2 separate regions of the Mus musculus genome follow, and region 1 is linked to region 2. The links are chromatin contacts, called in public Hi-C maps. All regions are on one chromosome and are shown on one strand. Each heading gives the region's core, a stretch centred on a gene start, on an enhancer-like site or on the middle of the called end of the contact. The rest is flanking DNA. Distances are from core to core; before and after follow the strand shown. Region 1 holds the start of 1700125H03Rik (RIKEN cDNA 1700125H03 gene). Region 2 holds the start of Sh2d4a (SH2 domain containing 4A).

The links. A called contact is a pair of places that touch in the nucleus more often than the background predicts.
Region 1: a Hi-C map of Sertoli cells shows a contact between it and region 2, with 2.3 times the contacts expected there. The contact joins the promoter of 1700125H03Rik here to the promoter of Sh2d4a in region 2. A contact is called at or near these places in 1 of 39 promoter capture datasets (the 3T3-L1 cell line), 3 of 484 Hi-C or Micro-C datasets (the 3T3-L1 cell line, Sertoli cells and muscle stem cells), 1 of 115 datasets of contacts at active chromatin or transcription factors (embryonic stem cells) and 1 of 9 other capture datasets (liver).

Annotation. Positions count from the first base shown.
Region 1 is chr8:68,366,330-68,370,072 of GRCm38.p6, reverse strand. It overlaps 1700125H03Rik (RIKEN cDNA 1700125H03 gene), which reads right to left and starts at 1,614. Exons shown (of 4, transcript NR_038181.1): 1 at 1,539-1,614; 2 at 728-836. The region is part of intron 8 of Csgalnact1 (chondroitin sulfate N-acetylgalactosaminyltransferase 1); the gene reads left to right.
Region 2 is chr8:68,274,701-68,278,445 of GRCm38.p6, reverse strand. It overlaps Sh2d4a (SH2 domain containing 4A), which reads right to left and starts at 1,918. Exons shown (of 9, transcript NM_028182.1): 1 at 1,574-1,918.

The DNA of each region.
Region 1 (3,743 bases), core at 365-2,864, 92 kb before region 2:
GAGGACCTGTATTCAGGTCCCCACCCCACCTCAGACAGGTGAGTGCCACATGCCTGAAGCTCTGACACTGGGGATCTGATAGGGACAGGAAGATCCCAACAGATGTGAGGCAGTCACTAGCTAGACAGGCTATCTCAAATTGCCGGCTCTAGGTTCTTTGGAGAATGTGTGAAAAAAAAATCAGGTCAAGAGTGATAAAAGAAGATACCCAAAGTTAACTTCTGACCTCTACACAAGCATGGATGAACACCCACAGGCAACTGTACAAGCACAGATAGACACCAGCATACACACACACACACACACACACACACACACACACACACACGTCCCCAAAACTAAGATGGAAAGGTCTTTGAGTGACAGAGCTCAGCGCCCACCATTATATCCTTCCTCTTGAGCAGGGGACTAGAGCTGCTGAGCACCCCCTAGAGATCTGATGCATAAAAGAAATGGCCTAAGGAGAATTCTAGGGGCAAACATCAAACTACAGAAATTAGTATACCAGAGACAGAATGTGTAGGTAGCAAGACACCATAAAATAAAAAGTAATGGCTGGAGGTGGATAAATTAGGAGAGATTTCCTCCTGAGGTTGCATTTTGACTCAGTCTAGAAAGAGACTGTGGATATTCGCAAATCCTTGATAGCCTCCCCTGGAACACATCAGTACCTCGGATGAGACAGGCAATGAATGTTCAGAATGGGGCTGTAATAAAAGTTACTTACCTATGCAAACAAGAGAGAACCTTTCCCAACAGCCCGCAAACAAAACCTCCTGCTCAATGTTGCAGTTAAGAGTTTTCACCGTTATCAGCCCTGTCATTTTCTGTTTTGCCTGCAGATGAAAGCAAGGATTTTTGTGTGTGTACAGATGACTTTCTTTTTAAACTTCTGCATACGAGTCGTTAGTAATAAGTGACACTGTGGGATTTCATACTAATATTTAATGTTTTGAATTTTAAGCCATGAGATGAAACTTGCTGGTGCTTTAATGCAGAAACATCGTGCTCAGTAAGGGATGACTGTCATTTAAATGAGTGTTCTCTTTAAACATTCCACCTTGCCGGCTCTGCCTGTCAGCTCTGGCTTAGGTCCCCACAGAAGCCTCCTACTTCTTCTATCTTTAGATTCCGACCCTCCCCACACTCCGGTCTGTCCTTACCCTTTCCTTGCCAGAGGCTGGTTTTGAATAAACAAGCTAACTCCACTTCTCTTTTAAAAAAGCATTTATGGCATAAAGCCAGTGGCATGCTAGCAAATGTTTGGCAACCCACTCTTGGAAAGAAGGGGGGGAAATGCCCTGGTGATGGTATTTGCCAATTTCCACGGTGTAAATAATCCCACTGTAGCCTTTTTTTTTCCCGGCTAACCAATGTGTTACCACAGGGCATACAGCTGTGAAGAGATGTGTACAAATCTGGGGAGCCAGCATGGGCTGGCTCAAGCACAGGGCTGCAGACTCTGATTTCTTGTTGGGACTAATTGTCTTCTATCAACCCCACCACCTGGCAGATGGCACCAACTCCAGAATACTCACGTTAGCCTGCTGTTGTGTAGCACACCTGCTCGTGGTCTCTGAATGCTGTCCTTGTTCCCCCAGGTCACTACCTTCCGGGGTTTAGACTCTCTGCCTGCTGTGCAGTAGCCCCTCCCACTTAAGCCTCTGTCTTTGTGACTCTGTTCAGTGATTATGGGCTGTGCTGCTCCTTTGTCCTCCTCATCCCCCCTGTGAATACACCTGCACCTCTTTACCTCCCAAAATAGTTTGTGTGTGAACCCAGAGGTGGGTATCAAGTGTCTTCATTGATTATTGTCCCCCCCTAATTTCATTGGTTTGCAGTTCATACATGTATTAATGTTTTAAGTCATATTTTTCCTCTTGTCATCCTCTCTTATGCGGTTCCTATTCTTTATTAGGCCCTGCTTCTTCCTCCCACCTTATGCTTCTCTCTGTCTGTCTGTCTGTCTGACTGACTGTCTCTGTCTCTCTCTGTGTCTCTGTTTCTCTTTCTCCCTCTGTCTCTCCCTTCCTCCTCCTTTCTTTCCTTCCTCCCTCCTTTCCTCTCTGTGTCCTCCTCTCCCTCCTTCTTTTTTCTTTTTCTCTTCCTTCTCCTCTTTCTTCTCCTCCTCCTCCTCTTTCTCCACCCTCTCTTGCTGAATATTTAGCTCACTGATCTAACTAGCCTGGGCAGACAGTGAGCAGTAGGTTTAGGCACACATGTCACTATACCTAGCTTTATATATGAGTTCCAGGGGTCCAAACTTAAGACTTTGTATTTGTGGAGCAGTCACTTTATCAAGAAGCCAGTTCTCAGCTCCTTAGTTAGTTGAGATTTTTTTTAGGGGGTGGGGGTAAATTATTGACTATATTAAGCACTGACCTATGCTTCAGTTTTTAGCATAGCCCACTGAGCATGGTATATGCAGTGTACCCTTGCAGACTGGTTTTGTTTACTCAGAAAGCCTACACTTACTAAATAGCAACAGTAATGTTACCAGATGCCATCTGAGAATCTCTCACTGTGACCATGTAATCTTCCATAATTCTCAACATGGGCAAGTGACATCAGCATCTCAATTCACACATCCGCGAGTCTGAGCTCAGAGGGTATAAATCCACCGTGTCTCAGACTCTTGCAGCTGCTGCATGGGAGAGGGAGAGATCTAGGTGCTACACCGTGAGGCTAAGCTTGACTGAGAATGATGCGCTGAAGGAAATGTATTCTTTGGCTTCAGTGTGCTTCGAGGAGGACCATGAGTCTAGACCCCAGACAGGAGAAACCTGGAGAATCCATGTCCAGCCTGAAACCCTTAGAAAACAAAACCATCCTTTATCCAGAAACCAATGAAATAAGGCTCTGTGAAGATCTGGGAGGAGATGAGATTTGAGTCTACTATTAAATTAATTCTGGAGACTCTATGGCTCCAGAAATACATTATTTCTTAAAAAATTACACAAAACTACTCAACAGAATCCCAGCCCCTAGCTCTGCTATGACAGATTGAATGAACTCAAGGAAATCGTTCTGCCTGAGTTTAAAGAGGTCTCAAGAAGAGGACACACAGCCTTTGCTTCCGGAACCCTCTGCAGTGCGCTCACTGGCCCTTCAGTTTCCAGATAATAAAGAGTGCACAATGCATGGTGCTACCTAGAAATTGCTACAATTCAAGGACTTTCATATTCATGTGCAGGACGTGAAATATCAGTAAAACATCTCAGAACAAACCCAAAATGCGAACCCTTGTTCCAAAATGTTCAGAATTTAAAGACAGCTACACCAAGCCCAGCACCCTGTGTAAGCTTCTGGGACATGTGCCTGTAAGCATGCCCAGCTCCCAGCAATTTCTAGGATGTAGGAGGCTGGTCAGATCTAGCTTTGGTTCTTGGAACATGCTCTTCGATTTAGATAGAATACTCTGCCTGAAGTCTTTTTTTAACCTACTTGATTTCAAGATCCAGATCGTTTCATAGGCTTCTGTCCAACCTAACACTATTAAATCAGACAGGCGACTGCCTGTGCTCCAGGCTACCTGTGCAGGTGTAGGGCAACCGTGTTCCCACAGCTCTAGAGGGAGTTGCTCATTAGTGTTTTGTGCTTTGATCATAATAAGAAATAATTACCCCTGTCACATGACTTGCCCACAAAGCTGTGATTCTGGAAACTTGATGGGGAAGACCCAACCTGAAATACATCCCTTTTATGGTATAATTGGGCCCACAGTCTTTTGTGAACTTCTGTGG
Region 2 (3,745 bases), core at 669-3,168:
GCCTGGGTTTTTCCTTCTTTCACTCTACAGGACAATCACTGCTAACGTTGATCTGCACGGTGATGGTTTTGTCTCATACTGAGTGTAATCACTCGAGGTTCAACACAAAGTGCAGCTCAACTAACTTGTTTTTCTTCTCCTGTGGCATTTTTTTTTTTGAAAAAGACAAATAACAAGCAACAAGTCCATACCTGTTGCTCACTCTAAAAATTTGAAAGAGTACAAAATTCAGTTAGGTTCCCAGGATACCTGTAGATCTGGTCTGACTTTCACACTTTCCATTTTTCTACATAATTGTGTTTTTAATTAGTATAGAGCCTAATACAGCTATCTTCATAGAATTATCGTGGTATGTATAGTACATATATCCCTAAAGTTAAGAATTTAGATTAAGTTCTATCTATTCTTTAAACAGCTAGCTCTGTGGACAGGCTTCGGATTGTTCGATTTTTTTTTTCTCATTAATTTACTTGATGATTTTGAAAATAAAATAAATTGCAAGTGGTGAGAGCAGCTGGAAGTTCTGTAAATGCTCTCGAGATTGAAGTATTTCACAGATATAACTAGACAAGTCCATTTGTGCCCAATCTTCACCTAAGTATTTCTTCCACTTATTTATTAAATTAAAAATTATAAATACATTGTTTCGTTCCACAAACAAGAGAAGCTTGTCAGGGAACTGAGCAAGATGTAGCTGGTTATCCCTGCTTCTCTAGGGCCATAGTGAAGAGAAACACTATTGAGAAAATCTGCAAACAGTGAGTGACTCCACCTAGGGCCCATGAACCCCCCAGGGCAGGAGTGGCTGCGGATGGTTTACTTTTGTTGAGGAAAGTTCTTGCTAGGCTGATTTTAGATTGAGCCTTGACCCAGAACCATAGGGAGGGGACGAGCCCGCTGCTCTCTGTACCACGTGAGGGCGCCCGCGGGAGGGTGTCCCCGCGCGGGGAGCTCTCTAATAGAGTTCTGCGTGGGCTGAAACAGGTTTCAGGACTCTGTCTGGAAGGTCACCTCCGGGCCAGGAGAGACCACATGGCACTGCCCAGTGATTGGACCTCCGCTGATTTGTGGGTACTGTTGCAGGCACCCAGCACCTGCTTCGTGGCCCCGACCCTCGCAGGTTGCTTCCGCAGCTGCACCTGCCCCGGCCAGTGTAAGCACTCACCACGCGTGCATGCACACCGCCCGGGCACCATGACTTCCCTGAAAGACTCCAAGTTGCCTCCGATTCTCCTCCCACTGGAGACTCTTAGTATAATGATCACAAGCCCTCTATTCTTAGGGCCGCCACTCGCCCGGCCCCGGCTGCCGATACTGGACACCCTACACGAGACATCGGACACCCACAGCTGTGGCGGTCGGTTCCTCTGGGCACCCGAGCTCGCCCTGCGCGCGGTGGAGGAGGGACCAGAGGGACAGGTGAACAGCCTGACCGCGGGAACCAGGGTCTCCTCCTGTCCCTGTCCTCTGTGCTTTACCCTTCGCTCTAGAGACTCACCTGCTGGTTCCCACTCCTCGCTCACCCTTCTGCCTGGCTCCATGCTCCAGCGTTTTACCCGACCCGGTCACCTACCTGCTCAGTACCCGGAGCAAGGTGACCCAAGCACCTGCCACCTCCAGATTGCCTACAGCAACTGTCCGGGAAGAGAAGGGAGGACAAGCAGAGACCCAGCCTCCCAGAGACCCAGCCGCGCGGGCTGTCTGGACAAACACTCGGGACCAGAAGGACACTCAGCGTCCAGATCGCAGCCCTGGCCCGCCCCGCCGCGCCCACATGCTGGGGTGACTGACTGGGCGCTCCCTCAAGGCCCCACCCGGGTGCTGGAGGCGCTCCAGGGCCAGTAGGCAAGCTTGGCTGCCTTGGTCCAGTGACAGCAAGGCCACTAGTCCTTGGTTAATCTAGAGCGCTGTCTACAGTCTGGGGTAGTTTGCCTTACCACCTCAGTGGGGGTCTGTGGGACTTATTAATTACAATAGTCCGGCCCCTTCCACATTTGACTTGTAGGTGGAGCCTGCGGAGGCAGGCAAGGCCCATTTGGGAACCTGGGTCCTGCAGGCCAAGTTGGCTGTAGTTCTGCCCCTGCATTCTACAGCTTACTTTTTCCTTCTCTTTTGTTGACATTAAGTAAATTATCAAACTCTGAAGCATTTGTGACTCCAGGTGTGGCTTTACCGAGCATGATCAAGGAAGAGAAAGACTGGAATGCTGCAGGCTGAAGGCACTAGGGACAGGGGCAGCCAGGGAGAGAAACATGAAAGGGGGAAAAAGGTGGAAGTCCCCTGTGACTAACAGATCAGGGCCCGGATGGCACAGAGCACCAATGAAGCCTAAGCATACGTGGGAGGGAGGAAAGCTGAGCCGAGTGGAAAGGTGGACCAGCCTTTTCCACGGGTGAGGAACGTTAGGGATGTGGGGAGAAAACAGGGCTGAGAGGTGCGGAGGGATGACACAGGACCTCAGACTGTGGAGGTTAGAGAGAAGTCTTATAAACAAGAAACACGGTGTGACTTTATACACCCTGTCCAATCGATTTAGGAGCCTGGCATGCTGGACCCAAACATTGTTTATCTTAGGCTTTCACAACCGCAGAAAACCCTTGAGTTGGAAAACCTTACAGCCAGGAGTTACACCCTACACTCTCAGGAAACACGACTCAGCCATTTGGGAATTGTGCTTGAGATCCACTCAGGCAAGGACTCCCGGCCCGAAGCTTACTCTCCACTGTACTGAACTGGGTGGCCAGATGAGGTGCCTTAGAATGCTCTGTCCTCCTCTGCCTACTGGTGGTATCTGCTCAGCACGTGTCCTCACACTCTCTGGAAACTAAGGAGCTGTACAAGCTGGCTATCAGCCAGCTCAGGGGCCCATGGGACACTGATGCTATCACTAGGTACCCTCCTCCAGACTCATTCTGTCTCCAAGTCCTGACAAGCCTTTCTTGATGACAGCTCTCCCCCTTACATTTAGCCTTACAGTTTGCCATTCACGATATCAGCAGTGCCTGGCTGATTCAATTCTTGTGAGGCTCAAGTGAGATAATGCATGCAAAGTGCTCAGAGCATGGCTGGCCCTAATATGTTTGGATACTTACTGCATGCCAGAGACTATTGAATAGATAGAGGCTCTTGCACAAAGTGTTCAGAACCATTTCTGGCACGCAATATTCAAATGCATTTGCTCCTATTACTCCACATCAGATACTGTAAATTCGTGTTCCTACTTTATACCAAGGCTATGAATTTTTGTGTCTCACCTTACCTGGATTGAGGCTATGAGCAATTATCCTGGTCAAAGCATGCAGGCCATTGCTGTACCAGGTATCGGTCTGTGTGCTCAGTAGAAAACAGCAGAAGTGGTGGTGTTCTATTTCCCAGGCTAGTGTGTGGTAGTGGCAAGGATTTATTATCCCAGCACTTGAGATGCTGAAATAGAGAGATAGCAGTTCCAGGCCAGTGTGAGCTACTTAGTTTCAGGCCTAGATTCCCAGTGAGAAGATGAGAAAATAAAGCCTGTAGCTCTGCGTTGTCTGTAGCCCTGTCTCTTCCCCGTCATCCCTTCTCCTTCCCCCTCTGTCTCCCATACCCTTGAAACATTCATGCTGAGAGATAAGAATTTCCATAGCAAGTCATCCTTTAGAGATCTACCCAGAAAGGCTAAACCCACACAGATTAAATGAGAAGATCCTCAGCTGCTGTCAAGCTGTGTAGTAACTACAATACTGGTGTGAGGCTTTACTGAAAATTC